Regions from separate parts of the Mus musculus genome. Here region 2 is linked to region 1. The links are chromatin contacts, called in public promoter capture Hi-C maps. All regions are on one chromosome and are shown on one strand. The core of a region is the stretch at or near the end of the contact, and the rest is flanking DNA. Distances in the headings are between cores, read along the strand shown. Region 1 holds the start of Aldh3a2 (aldehyde dehydrogenase family 3, subfamily A2). Region 2 holds the start of Zswim7 (zinc finger SWIM-type containing 7).

What was found. Promoter capture Hi-C pulls out the DNA fragments that hold promoters and counts their contacts.
Region 2: a contact with region 1 is called in a promoter capture Hi-C map of liver, with 2.4 times the contacts expected there. The contact joins the promoter of Zswim7 here to the promoter of Aldh3a2 in region 1.

Annotation. Positions count from the first base shown.
Region 1 is chr11:61,265,932-61,268,631 of GRCm38.p6, forward strand. Aldh3a2 (aldehyde dehydrogenase family 3, subfamily A2) reads right to left here and starts at 1,255. Exons shown (of 10, transcript NM_007437.5): 1 at 923-1,255. The coding sequence starts at 1,075.
Region 2 is chr11:62,280,084-62,282,783 of GRCm38.p6, forward strand. It overlaps Zswim7 (zinc finger SWIM-type containing 7), which reads right to left and starts at 1,312. Exons shown (of 5, transcript NM_027198.1): 1 at 1,174-1,312. The coding sequence starts at 1,249. It overlaps Ttc19 (tetratricopeptide repeat domain 19), which reads left to right and starts at 1,390. Exons shown (of 10, transcript NM_028360.2): 1 at 1,390-1,610; 2 at 1,702-1,805. The coding sequence starts at 1,430.

The sequences.
Region 1 (2,700 bases), core at 5-2,504:
TTTTCTTCAGGAACGCTATGTATGAACAAACATACACAAACTATCTGATGTTTGAGGAGTGGATGATTCACAGAGTTTTAATATTCACTATCCTATCTTGTTTACTAATTACCACAGCCCCTCTTTACCAGAAGTACTCTGAAGGAAGGTTTCTAGATTCTACTACAACTACTGTTACCACTTTTTGAAGCAGTCTTTGATTGAAAATCTGAAAATAGAGGTCTTACCATGCCTGGAATACAGATAGAAAGTAAAAGGGAGAAATAATATTACTAGAGAGTACAACAGACCATAGTTGTACCTTGAACACTACTTAAAACCTTGGTACTCAAAGCTTGCTTCTAAACAGGCCATATGTTATCACCTGGGCCCTCATTAGAAATCTCAGACACAGTCTCACGAGGACTAAGTCAGGATTTGTATTTTATCAGGTCCCCAGGGTGATTGTCTGTATACTGGAGGTCAATCATGTATATGATTAATGTCACACAAAGTCATATGGGGAATTTCAGTGCTGAAGATTATAGGAAATAAAAAGAACTGTCAACAAAAAGAAACCATTCTTTTAACGTCATGAAATAAAGACAGGGAGTGAAATAGCTGAAACCTACCAAGCAGACAAACTACTGAGATCCAGCCTATCCAGAGTTAACTGCACATTGTAAGGAAAGAGACTATGAACGCAGCAGAAATGGGCAAGGCTATACAGAGCGTTCGCAGACGAGAAATTGCCGGCGCCAAGTAAAGTATGCACTTCAATATGAGTGCAAATACAACAGTTTGGGCTCTAAGCGGGGCTGGAGAGTCCAGAGTCCAGGGTACTCTGCTTCCTCTTAACTGCTGGATAAACAAAACCAAACAACCTGCTACAGAGAAGGAATAAGGTGGCTCATCGGGCCCCTCCCACCCTGTGGAGGCTCACTTTGCTCAGGTCTGCCGCGATGGCTGCTAAGATTTCCTTCTCGCGCTCTTGCACCATCCTCCGCAGGGCCTCAAGCTGCTGCAATCGGAAGCGCAGCGGCCGAGATCGGCCGGACCGGAACGCCTGGCGAAGCCGTAGGACCTGGCGCTCCATGGCCGGGCCTGAGGAGAACGCGGAGCGAGGCAGGTGAGGGAGCACAGTACCAGTAAGGAGCTGCTATGGATGATGCCACAGCTCACTGCCACTTTCCGCTGCTGGGTCCTATCCGCCTACTGGCCTAGACCCGGCCCGGGTGTGGGCCAAACCCCAGCACTTCCCTGCTAACGACAAAGTGCGCACTCATTGGCTGAGCTGCTGCACGTGACTATGAGGCCCCGCCCCTTACCTCTAATCTAGCCGCGGGATTGCGGTCCCCGGGCGCCGGGTGTGTAGGTGCAATTTTTGGCACGCGAAGACGCGGAAGAAGTCCTTCTGGCTTCAGAAAAGAGCCAAGCGTCCTCTAGGAGGAGGAACTGAGGCCCGAGGGTGCTCACCCGGCCGGAAGTAGTCTCCCTTCGCCTGCAGTGCCTCAGATTCAGAGGCAAAGTCGCTGGGCCTGGGTAGGGCGGGCCTGGGTGGGGCGGGCCGGGTGACGCACGCGAAGGAGGTGAATCCAGTGTATACACACACACACACACACACACACACAAGCATTGTCATCGCCCACACTGATTTTCAATCCTCTCTACTGCGTACCATCCAAGGTTTTTTCCCAAATTTCCTCTCCAGGCTAATTAGCAATGGTTGACTTTCGTACCCATCTGGGGCTGCTCAGCGACGGCGGTCACTTTGTGTTGTCCTTCCCATCTTCTGGAAACATTTCCGCTTCCCTTCCTTGGCGTTCCCTAGGTTTTCCATCTCTGGATTTCTCCCTTTTCTGACCCATTAAAGTATTCAAATGTCTGGGACTAAGTTCTCTCCGCGCAGTCACTCATCTAATTCTACCAGTAGAGAGCAGAGAAGGCTCTCACCCAATCTTTCCTTGGACTCCCAAGGACACATTTAAATGCTAATCTCTATTTACACTTATAATGGACTTCTTATAGTTAATTTCATTAGAACTTTTTATTATTCTTCAGCAAACAACTCATACTTCCTACAGTGTTCCCTGTCTCTTTGACTTGATCTTCAAAATATATGTTGAGCCCAATAATGAGTGGTTCAAACCATACTACATATCTACTATATATAGCAATAGCACTCTAATAGGCTGCTTGCTTGATTGGTTGGCGACTATGAATCTGTTACTTCTTAGCTCTGTACTTACCGTTTTACACTCTGTAGTTCAGGAGCCCAGAGTAGGTTCTCCTCCCTCCTTGGCCTCCCAGGAAGTTCTGCCAGAGGAAGAAAGTAAGGAAGGAAGGAAGGACAGACTACCAGGACACTAAAGATTTCTGTTTCCCCATGGACTCAGTAGTGTGGCAGGTGCTGGCATTTCTATCGTGGAAGGAGAGTCAGTATATTCCTGCCTCTAGGAATTTCTTGGACAAGGTGGCTCCTAGTCCTAGAGGATGACAGTCACAGTGTCTCCAAATGGCACAGAAGTGGGCAGTACTGCAATGAGTTTCAGCTGAGATTCATTGGAGCAGTTTCTGATCTTTGAGACCATCCGCCCCACTCCACCCCCATGCTTCCTTCATTATTCCTGAAATCCTTCCTGCATGAAGTAACTGGGTGGGTTTGACTAGTTCCCCTTCAGCGTCACTGATACATTCAGAATGTACGGTGACCTTTATTAG
Region 2 (2,700 bases), core at 62-2,561, 1.0 Mb after region 1:
CAGACCCAATACTGAAAACTGCTCTACTGAAAAATAAACAGGAATTGAGAGTCTGCTCCTGTGTAAGGGGGCCCCTTCAGTTACTGGCATATGGATTAACCAACAGCCCTGTTCTGTAAAACTCATCTCGTTCCAGCATCTCAGAACATCTGTGGTCAAATCCTGGAAGCAAGACCTCACAACAGACTAACACCCCACAACTTCTTTGAAGTCAAAGCATGTTTGAATACCTGGTTGGCTGAATCTTTTACGTAAAAGACCAAAATGAGACTATTCGTTTACTTTTCTAGTCCCATTGAAGCAGTAACTCAAACCAGTTCACAGAGCACAATCAATGAACAATAGGAGTTTTGTGCTCTAATTTGGCTATCATTTAGAGAGGCTATTTTTGGGGAGAGTGCTTTAATTAGTCTACACTTCAAAAGCACCCCCCACCCCACCTCCAGTTTTTTGAGATAAAGTCTCCAGCAGCCCAGTCTGGCCTAGCATTATGTAGCTGAGGTTGACCTTAAACTTTCCCTTTTTCTTTCTTTCTTTTTTTTTTTTTTTTTTTTTTTTTTGTCTCCACTTCCCAAGTGCGGAGACTACAGCCATGTGCCCAGTCTTGTGCGGTGGTGGGGAATCCACGGCAGCTCTCTACATGCCAGGCAAGCCTCTTTACCAGCCGAGCTGCATAGTAGATCCTCATTACTAGTTTTCCCCTTTTGGTAGATCCTCCTACTCTGGTGAGTAAGCAAAGATCATCCTTGGTCGGTCATTTTGTTGGAGACAGGCATAGGGCGACCTCTACAGGCCAGAGGGAAGAAGTAATTTTCAACTTCCCGATTTTTTTTTAAAGGTTTTGCCTCCCTGAATGTTTTTTAGTAAAATCTATTTACTAAACAAAGTAGTAAACAAGGGTATTATTTTTAAACTTTGCATCACGGATTGTGGATAAAGATTCTGAGTAACTCGAAATTGTCTACGCATCTGCCATTCCGCATCCCAGCCCTCGCCCACTCCTTGGATGTACCCAGTGGCTCTCTTTAAGTACCGGGGTTCCCGCACACCGGCTCGCACTCAGGGATCTGACGTCTAGTCACTCAAATCCCTCTATTTAGTTAAGCGATTTAAGGGGCCCAGGCTTCAGGGACATAACCATGCGGGGTAAGAATAAAAGCCCGCAGGCCGTACTTCTCGCGCTGTCTCGCACAGCGGCGGCCATCTCGCTCAGGAGCTCTTCCACCACCTCCGGGAGCGCGACCGCCATGGCACGCCGCCCGTCTTCTCTCCTCCCGGGCGCTGCGAACTTCACGCGCCCTGCAGGCCGGGGGCGGGGCGGGGCGGGACGAGACGGCGTGACGTCAGCATGCGTCATCGCGCATGCGGACTGGCGGGGCGTCCCGGGCCAGCCGTGGCTTAGTGGATCTCTGAGGGAGGACCCGTCGGCATGTTCCGGTTGCTTCGCTGGCGTCTGGGTCGAACCCTGCTGCGGGCCGCGGGCCGGCGGTGTGGGGGTTGTACGGCGCGCCTGCTGCCGGAGCGGACGGGCGACGCGGGGACGGGCGCGGAGCGGCTGCGGACCCGAGGCGCGCCGGCGCGGGGGCACGGGGTGCTGCCGCTGTTGGCAGGTGAGCGGTGCGCTCCGGGCGGGGCCGGCCCGGCGGGGGCGGGGACGCGGGCACGGGCCGGTCCCGGTGACCTCTGAGCCGCTTCTCGCAGCTCTCGCCTGGTTCTCGCGACCCGCGGCGACGGCCGAGCAGCCGGGAGAGGACGCGTCAGACGAGGCGGAGGCCGAGATCATCCAGCTGCTGAAGCAAGCCAAGGTGAGGGGCTCGACCGGGCGCGCGCGCTCTCTGCTCCGGTTTCCCGAGGCCTGGATGGATTGGCCCTGGGTGGAAGGTTGGGATCCATCCAGACTGGTCCAGAGCGAATCCTGCAGCAGAATCGCTGCAGTTGTGAGTGCAGGTGGAGACCCTCACATTTCCTTTATTTATTTATTTATTTTGTCCAAACGTATTGATTGAGGATGTTTTGCGAGGGTGGCTTTAATCAGCTAACCTCCAAGCCGAATGACATTTTGTTCATAGACTATGAATGACGCCCCGAAAATGCAATTTAGTATCGTTTATGCCTATTGGTTTGCGTCTAAATCTGTTTCTCCACATCCTTTTTTTCCCCCCTCCAGGTTTATTTCATCTCTTCCTACGGGTTCAATATCGACTTAATGCCAACAACGTCCAGATTTGTGTTCAGACTGCAGTGTGTCATTGACATGCTGTCTCTATTGCAAGGCCACAGCTATCTCTCAGATTTAGCATGCCCGGGACTAAGCACTTTTTCTTAAATTCCTTCCCCCCAAATATGGCTTTAACAGTGTTCTCTCTATCACCTAAAAAATTAAGCCTAAAAAATCATAGTGGTTCCTCAGGCGGACCCCTGTGTTTGAAACCAGCTTGCTCTACAAAGCAAGTCCAGGACAGCCAGGATTCTGTTACACAGAGAAACCCTGTCTCAAAAAAGAGGAGAAAAAAAAAAAAAAAAACAGAAAATAATCATAATTGTTCTTAAAGTGTGTTGTTGATAATTCCCAGTTACAGCAGTAAACACAGTTGCCATCAAATCCAGAACACTTCTCAAATCGCCTGCCCTCTTTTTCCATTCCCTCTTTTCCCCCAGTTTTCCTCACACAGGTCCTGTTCTCTTGCCCCAACCGCAGTC